3 separate regions of the Mus musculus genome follow, and all the other regions are linked to region 1. Evidence: chromatin contacts called from public Hi-C data. All regions are on one chromosome and are shown on one strand. Each heading gives the region's core, a stretch centred on a gene start, on an enhancer-like site or on the middle of the called end of the contact. The rest is flanking DNA. Distances are from core to core; before and after follow the strand shown.

Region 1 (2,794 bases), core at 147-2,646:
GAAACGGAGGCTATTCATTGTGCTACCAGATTTAGAGCTTTTAACAAGAAACACACTCGTGCTTCAAGGGAAAAAAAAAAGGTCCTCAGAAGTCTGTCTTGCTCTGGCCAACGAGCTTCCAAATTTTGGTGGCATTATAAGTGGTGTCAGGATGACCCATCAACGTGTAAAGATTTTCAAAATTTTATCTTTCTGGAATGAGTCGGTACATTTCAATTCCCATTCAAAGTTGCTTTAAATATATAAGTAGATGATCACATTTACTTTTGAGTCCCAGCAGCCTCTTTTTTTTTTTTCATAAGGATGAAGTTTGTTAGTCTGTCCCATGTGTCTCTCACACCAACAGCCTGGACAACCATGCACGTGTTGCTGTGTTTGTGAGCGTGTAGCAGCCACAAAGCTTAAATCTAGCTAAGCCTCTGTATTTGGGCAAGACAGGGTAGCCTTGTTCCAGAGCCAGGCTGAAGGGGAAGTCTGGGAGCACAGGAGATCTAGCTGAGACTATGAGGGGAGCTATAGATAGAGGTGTTCTGTCTAGTGTCCCCCCTATCCCACTGGGACATTAGCTGGGGGATCTGCATACACACAGCCATTCAAAATTAGAACCATGTGTCCCTTCACTCTGGCCCAAGCTGGTACAGGGGTATGGGGATGCCTAGCCAAAGACTCATAAGTCATAAAAGGAGGGACAGGACAGGCTGGGGCATCAGGAAATCTGTTCTAGACAAAGATGGAGAGGGGAATGAGTAAGAATAAGAGGCAGAACCCAGGACAGCCTTCAGCAAATACCGTGGTGGCCACCCCTCAAAACGGGCAAATCGCAAAGAGGTCCATGGTCCGTACTACCTCCAGTAGGAACCCAGCACAGGAGCCCCTTAAATCCCTCCCAGCCTCTGCAGGCCATGATAGGAGCGTACCTCTCTCTGGAGGAGGTAGACAGCCACTCGCCAGATAAAAGTCAGCTTTACTAGCTCTGGGCTCAATGGTTGCGTTAACTGAAGCCCCCAGAACTAAATGCCAAAGAGCCCTTAGTCTAAGTCTGGTACCCCAAGTCAGTGTGCCTCAGGGGACCAGCAGTGTTTGTCCTGTGGCTCCTTTCTCCGGGTGACGAAATGGAAGAAACTGGAGGGATGTTTATGGAGTGGAAGTCTAGGAGAGTACAAAACAGGCTTCCACGCAGCTGGCCTGAGTCAACAGACCGCCTCCCTCGTGTAGAGAAATGCATCCTTTTCCAGTCACACAGGTGAAATCACACGAAGACTGATCCCATGGTCTCTAGGTTTTGCTGGAATTTTGTGATAGCAAATATTGATTGAAGCTGGTGGGCCGCCAGCACGGTCTGTCCATGTTTGAGAACTCTGGAAACTCTGGCAGGCTGTAGTGGAGAGGATGGGACTGAGTTCCGTCCCTGTGTCTGTTACCAACCAGCAGTGTGTCCTTCCATGACCCTCATGGGCTCATGGCCTGCCTGGTTTCCGCATTTGTAGAAGGACTGGATCTTTGTAGTTGGACTAAGTCTTTTCCAGATCTACGAATGAGTGATCTTATGACGTAAAGTGATATTGCTAAAGTCATCTGATGTTAATTTGGACTTCAAATCCATTCTGATTAATGTTTTCAGGCTCAGGGGGTGGCCTGAAGTGCACTTGCAAAATCCAAATTGGTCTCTTCCAGAGCCTAAGTCAACAGAAGGCTGGTGGCCTTTGGCAGCCACTTGGGGTCTCCAGGCTGGCAGATGGTATGGACTTTGGTACCATTGACAAAGTGTGGTTCACCTCTATCTGGAGCCTACAGTAAAACCATATTAAGTTTTTTGTGTTCCTGTTTCTAGCTGCATAGACACAGTTCAAATAGGGCTGAAAGCCCCAAGGGAGACAACTAGAATTTTAATTACAATCTCTCAAGACCATCAAAGCCTTATTAAGGAATGCTCTGAGTTCCAAATCCTACTAGCACGGGTCAACTCCCTGCAACCAGATGAGTCTCACTTTATAAACACTGGAGAGAAACAAGGCAGCTTTGACCACTGGGTGCTCACAGGAAGCCAGGCTGATGACAGGGTCTGGCCCTATCTCAAACACCTGTGGCTCTCCTTTACAAATAGGGGACAAAATGAAAAAGGAGGTGGTTTCTTGTGCTCAGCCGTGACAATGGCAACCTTTCTAATGCCCAGCTCCAGAATGACATGTGTATTTGGGGATGACAAAGGGGGACGTTTTAGCATCTAAAGCATTTGTGTGAGTGTTTATTTGTGTGAGTGTTCCTAATGAAAGAAAGAAAGCTGTCAGTATGGTCTATAGAACAGTGGTCTGGATTTGTGGTGCACAGAATGGCTACGTAGCCATGGAACTTAACCATCCTTGGGTGATTGTACTGGCTGGTTTTGTGTCAACTTGACACAGCTGGAGTTATCACAGAGAAAGGAGCTTCAGTTGAGGAAATGCCTCCATGAGATCCAACTGTAAGGCATTTTCTCGACTAGTGATCAAGGGGGAAAGGCCCCTTGTGGGTGGGACCATCTCTGGGCTGGTAGTCTTGGGTTTATAAGAGAGCAGGTTGAGCAAGCCAGGGGAAGCAAGCCAGTAAAGAACATCCCTCCGCGGCCTCTGCATCAGTTCCTGCTTCCTGACTTGTTTGAGTTCCAGTCCTGACTTCCTTGGTGATGAACAGCAGTATGGAAGTGTAAGCTGAATAAACCCTTTCCTCCCCCACTTGCTTCTTGGTCATGATGTTTGTGCAGGAATAGAAACCCTGACTAAGACAGTGATGCGCCGAGGAACTGGTTCTCTCCAGC
Region 2 (2,794 bases), core at 221-2,720, 250 kb after region 1:
CATGACAGTGCTACTTCTGTCTATGGCATTCTCCTTAGACCTAAGCAGAGACTGAAGATGCCACAAAGCATTGGTTTTTGTTTTTTGTTTTTTACCTTTTGTGGTTCTTATATTGGGACTCACTGAGTTTTTTTGTTACTCCAAACAGGTGAGGTACCATCAACAATATCATAGAGAAATGAAGGGAATGGCTAGTCCTGTCGGAGCCGAGGGTGGGATGACAAAGGACTCTGTAGACCGATGTGGCCAGGTACATGACACTTCCCAGAGCTGGTCTTCTCCAAGGCCAGCTCTTTGTTCCCTACAGCTGTGACAGTGTTGGACATGTGATCAGAGTTTGGACTTGGTGCAGGCAATATACAGAGCTCAGCTCATCTGCTTAGGTGAAGAACCCAAGTCCTTAAAAAAGAAAAAATTAACCTATGCTAATGTGGTGGTTTGGCCAATAAGAGGACGTTTCCATCTGTTCGCATGTATATGTGGTATGGTGTAGGTATGTATGATATAGAGTATGTATATATATATGTATGTATGCATGTATGTATGATATAGTATATTCATCTATGTGTGCGTGCATGTATTTTATAGTGTATGCATCTTTGTATGCATATGTATGTGATATAGTATATGTATGTATGATATAGAGTATGTGTGTATGATACAGTGTATGCATGTATGTATGAAATAATGTATTATAATATAGTGTATGTATGTATGTATGTATGTATGTATACACATATGTATGATATAGTGGTCCAGGCTCCAAGCTCTAGTATCTTATTCACCACATGTACATCTCTGGATGAGCTTTTCTGAGATCAGTCTCTGGGGTTATCACTGCTGACCCCACCCGTGCCAGGAGGGACACATTACTGATCAAAGTTTCTGATTGGCTCACCAGGTTTACTCAGAAGAGTGTGATGAACCCAGAGGAAAGGGCAGCTTCCCGGCCATGATCACCCCAGCGTATCAGAACGCCAAGAAGGCCAATGAACTTGTTAGTGACGTAAGTGCTGGCAGAGCCACTGAGGTGTGGATTATGGGATGCTGACAGCCACACTTGCTGAACGCCAAGCACAGACACACATCTCCTAGAGCCAAGCAAAAGCAGACTTCGAGGCCAGCCTCTGGTCCAAACGCAGACTCTCTTATTGATCTATTTATAGACTTTGATTGTGTTATCTGTTTGCATGGAAATGCAGTTGGACAAAGTCTACTGCTCACTTAGGCCATTTTCAAAATGTACAAATGCTGGTGCAAGCAGGTCAGCGGGGATGAGGGGAGCCTTGCCAAAATGCCAGTGTGAGATTGAAGGGAAAGCTCACTGAAGAAGTCGTGTATTATCAAATTGGGCGTGACCCAGTGAGTGATAAGTTTATTTAAAGAATATTAGGCAGCTGGCAATCGGTCCTTGAGAGACGGGCTATAATTAAACTTGGTAGAGTGTGGTGCTCACCGCAGTTCTTAACATGCCAGCTTGGACTTGGTCCCTAGCATTCATTCTTTCTGCCACTGTTCAGTGAGTGCCTGGGTACCTGGAACAGCGTCACCTTTGCCCTGAGATGGGAAATGCAAGGCGTTACTCCTTCCTCTGAGACACTGTAGAGATGGTGTTGAAATTTAGGGCAAATTGTGGTTGGAGTTTATTCTCTTAGCCATGGTGGCCTGAAGAACCTGTCTTCTTCCTCTAGGCAGTATCGGGAAGTGTGTGGACAGAGCCAGGAAAAGTTTTAGCACAAAAAGAATCAAGTGCTTTCTAAATTTAATAAGACCTTTTTTTTTTTTTTTTTTTTTTTAAAGCCCATAGGAACTTTCCTTCCTTTAGAGAGCCCTACTGAGTTAATCTTAACGTGGCAACCACAACTCCAGATTCCCCCTTGTGTGTTTCTTTCAGATAAAATACCGGCAGGACTTCCATAAGATGAAAGGTGCAGCGCATTTTCACTCCCTTGCAGCCCAGGACAACTTGGTTCTTAAGCGAGCTCAGAGTGTGAGCAAGCTTGTGAGTGAGGTGAGTATACTGGGGAGAGCTATCCTTCTGTACTGTCCCCCTTTTCCTCTCAGACAGTGAGTGCAGCGGCTTTGTTTAAAAATAATGCAGCTGGTTGCGGCACCTATCTATAACCTATTTACATATACACACACATACATAAACACACACATATACACACATACATACACACATATATACACATATACACATACATACATACACACACATACATATATACACATACATACCAACACACATACATACATACGTACATACACACACATATATACACACACATCCATATACATACACACATATACACACATATACACACACATCCATATACATACACACATACACACACACATATATACACATACACACATACATACACACATACAGACAGACAGACAGACACACATACATACATACATACATACATACATACACACATATATGCATAAATAACTTGACAGGTAGGGCAGGAAGATCAGGAGTTCAAGGCCACTCTAGGCTATATAGTGAGTCAGAGGCCAGCCTATGCTACATGACATCCTGGCTTATAACAAATAAATAAAATGAAACTACGCAAATGGTCCTCATGTTGCCAGTCTCCAAATATAGAACCAAATAAGTGAACTCTTTCCCTGTTGGCTCATAGCTTTCTTACTAAATATTCAAAAGTCCCATTCAGCAGATTTATAGTTGTTAGAAAGAGCACTAGAGGATGCAACTTTTAGAGATTTGTTTTTATCTTTAAACCTGTGTGTGTGTGTGTGTGTGTGTGTGTGTGTGTGTGTG
Region 3 (2,794 bases), core at 87-2,586, 250 kb before region 1:
ATTTGTCCAAGTGTATAGAATGTGTGAGTCCTCAACTGTGGAGTTTGAAGGCTCAGCACTTTTAACAAATCCCATGTAGTGGGAGATGGTAATAGAACAGGTTGGGGCGGGCGGGGCAGAAGGTATATGCAAAGTCTTTGTACCTCTGCTCAGTTTGGCTATTAACTATAAAGCTAGCCCTCGGGTTTTCCCATCCATTCAACCACAGAAACACCGGCCTCTGGCTGGCTTGTTCCATAGTCTGCTGAAGGTGGGGGTGAATTGGTTTGTCTTTAAGTTCTGGGTGGGTAGACCCAAATCAGATTTGACAAGAAATACTTCCTTGATGGATTTTCAGGCACACTGGGGATGATAGAGGGAGGAGTCCTTCTGTATCCCTGGGCTTTGCCTCAGAATCAAGTCTAGAACATTCCATGCCCTGGAAGGTAGCTTTGAGCTAACCATCCAGACGCTTTCCGTTTCTTTCTCAATAAGACCATTTCGGAGCAAAGGAGACTTTGAAGTTTTAGGACTGAATCCACAGGCATTCAGAGGGCTCTCCGTTTATTTAACCAAGGGAGCATATAGTGGGATGCCATACCACTAACAATCATCCCCTCCCTTCCCTAGTGCGGTCCTTACTGAGAAGTCCAGGCTGATGCCGGCAGGCAACGCTGTAAGCAAACACAGCAGAGCATCATCCGCTCCTTTGCCTCTGTCTAGAGCTCAGACTTTTAAATCACGGATTCACAATGTGCTGAGCCCCTCCCACTTTATCTCTGCCCGCCACTGACGTCTGGTCCTGGGCAAGCTGGAAAAGGGCAAAGAACAGGGCCGAGCCAGGTGATGTTTGCTGCGGGGAGCCCGAAGGCAAGCATGTCTCTCCCAGGCGTGCGTTCTGCGAAAAGCAGAACCCCTGTCTCGCTCTCAGAGCAGCGAACTTCCCTCGAGTTCTTCAGGAAGTGACTTATTTGAAAGGACGAGGCTGTCTGTCTAGGAAACCCGGTTGAAATGCTGTAGCACCTGAGTGCTCATAATACGGAGTGATGAGCAAGTTCCCAAAGCTTTTTATCAAAACTCCAGCCCCTTCTGCAGTGGCCAGGGAAGGGGTCCCCACTACGGCGCCAGGCCGCTCGCGTTTCTCCATCCGCAGCCTGTCCCCCGGCCCCCACCTCCCAGGCCAGCACCCCTTACCTGGTGCGACGCCGCGTGCGCTCTCCGGGATGGCGTTCTTCCAGGCCGGCCGCTTAGGTGCGCGAGGACAAAGCGAACAAAGCCGGCGGCACTCGGCTTGGCTGGGCAGGTAGGGGCGCGGGCTCAGGCCTGGGGTTCCACACGCTCGCTCGCTCACTGGCAAGGGTGCGCCCAGTCCTCCGCCCCGCCCCGCCCCAGTTGTTGGAAGGCGTGGGCTCCCACCCGCGGAGCGCACAGCTGCTCTGCCCGCGGCGTAGGCTGGGCTCCGTTCGGGGGGCGCTGCGGCTCGCAGCCACGTGGGGCACCTGTTGGTCTCTCCCAGCAGAGGCGGGACGGGCCGCTCGGATGCAGCCTGTGAGGATCCGGACGTTCGGCGTGAGGGCGGCGCAACTATTGCTCCAGGGAACCGCGCCCGCCTCGTCCCTCGCCCTGCCCGGCGACCCGCGACCCACGACCCACGGACCGCAGCATCATCAACACTTCCGAGCGACCTGGCCGCTGCAAGCGGTGCGGCTGTGGTCACAGAGAGTGTTGGCTACTCCGCAGGTTTTATCGATTCCACCCTTGAGGAAATGTTGACTTTGGCATCGTTTCCATTTGTCTTCTGCTTTTTGCCAACCGGCCTGTTAGTTCTTGCAGGTGAGTGGTTATTGGGCAGCATTCGCCTTTTAACTTAGAGGGTGCCAGGTATTTGTCACAGAACAAACAACGGTGTCCCTTCTGGCAGGTGCTCCGTGCAGATAAACCCTCAAATCATTTTTATACTTAATCAAAACTACATATTGTGTGCTCATTGGAAAAGTTTACAAAATAGAAAACAAGAGAAAGCAAATAGAAAAGCCACTGGTACTCAGCTGCAGACCACTGGGGAAAAGCTTTCATTTCCTCCTTCAAAACCTTAGTTTCTTCCATTGATGCTTGATCATCCACACCTGAGTTGAACATCTGCAGTTTGGGCCGTTGTAACTCTGCTCTACCTATATACACCATTTGCTACTGCTTAATGCTGAGGCCTTAAGTTTAACACTCCAATCAGGTATCTCGGTGGGGCGGCCCAATTACATTTGGAAACTAGTAAATTTCCTAGACTACAAGTTATATACAAGAATTCCATTTTTCACACTTGTGTTTGTGTGTGCAGGTGCATCATCACATGTGAAGACATAGGAGGATCTGGGGGGAGTTTTGTTTTTTGTTGTTGGGTTTTTGTTCATTTTGTTTTTCTTCCACCACATGGTTTTTGAAGATTGAAATCACATTGGCAATCTTGAGGGCAAGTAAGTGCCTTTGCCAGCTAGGCTATCTCCCTGACCAAGGTCTGTTGTTTTTAACATAACTGTCTTCCAGGAAGCTCATCTGTTCCCTATTTTTTGCGCTTTCCCCCAGTATTCCTGTAAATGCCAACCTGCCAGGTAAATACTCCATTTTGTATTTTTACACATTCTTTGTATTTAACATCTCTCTGTTGCATTTCATTCTGTAGTTCTCGGATGGTTTCCAACTCGTCCTGTCTGAGAGCTTTCGGGGAAATTGGCACCTGGCAGCTTTGATGTTGCAAACTTCACTGGAGAGGGGAAAGGTTATTATATGTTTCTTTCTTCACTCAGTTCTCCCTCCCAAT

What was found. Hi-C and Micro-C count contacts between places; a contact is called where the count stands out from the background.
Region 2: a Hi-C map of liver shows a contact between it and region 1, with 2.3 times the contacts expected there. The contact joins two enhancer-like sites. A contact is called at or near these places in 4 of 39 promoter capture datasets (embryonic stem cells, liver and second pharyngeal arch cranial neural crest) and 2 of 484 Hi-C or Micro-C datasets (liver and nephron progenitors).
Region 3: a Hi-C map of liver shows a contact between it and region 1, with 4 times the contacts expected there. The contact joins the promoter of Vwa2 here to the enhancer-like site in region 1. A contact is called at or near these places in 3 of 39 promoter capture datasets (the HPC-7 cell line and liver), 2 of 484 Hi-C or Micro-C datasets (both in liver) and 1 of 115 datasets of contacts at active chromatin or transcription factors (pancreatic cancer cells).

What each region holds. Positions count from the first base shown.
Region 1 is chr19:56,626,828-56,629,621 of GRCm38.p6, reverse strand. No RefSeq gene overlaps it. Among named protein-coding and RNA genes, the nearest start is that of Gm32441, 36 kb to the left of the region's middle. Within about 2 kb of position 1,396, at least 4 of the 459 cell types and tissues checked have an H3K27ac peak or open chromatin away from gene starts, as enhancers often do. A contact at or near this core is called in liver, where this site is marked.
Region 2 is chr19:56,377,272-56,380,065 of GRCm38.p6, reverse strand. It overlaps Nrap (nebulin-related anchoring protein), which reads left to right. Exons shown (of 42, transcript NM_008733.4): 9 at 149-250; 10 at 902-1,006; 11 at 1,895-2,011. Among named protein-coding and RNA genes, the nearest start is that of Nrap, 11 kb to the left of the region's middle. Within about 2 kb of position 1,470, at least 10 of the 459 cell types and tissues checked have an H3K27ac peak or open chromatin away from gene starts, as enhancers often do. A contact at or near this core is called in liver, where this site is marked.
Region 3 is chr19:56,872,958-56,875,751 of GRCm38.p6, reverse strand. Vwa2 (von Willebrand factor A domain containing 2) reads right to left here and starts at 1,336. Exons shown (of 14, transcript NM_172840.2): 1 at 1,174-1,336.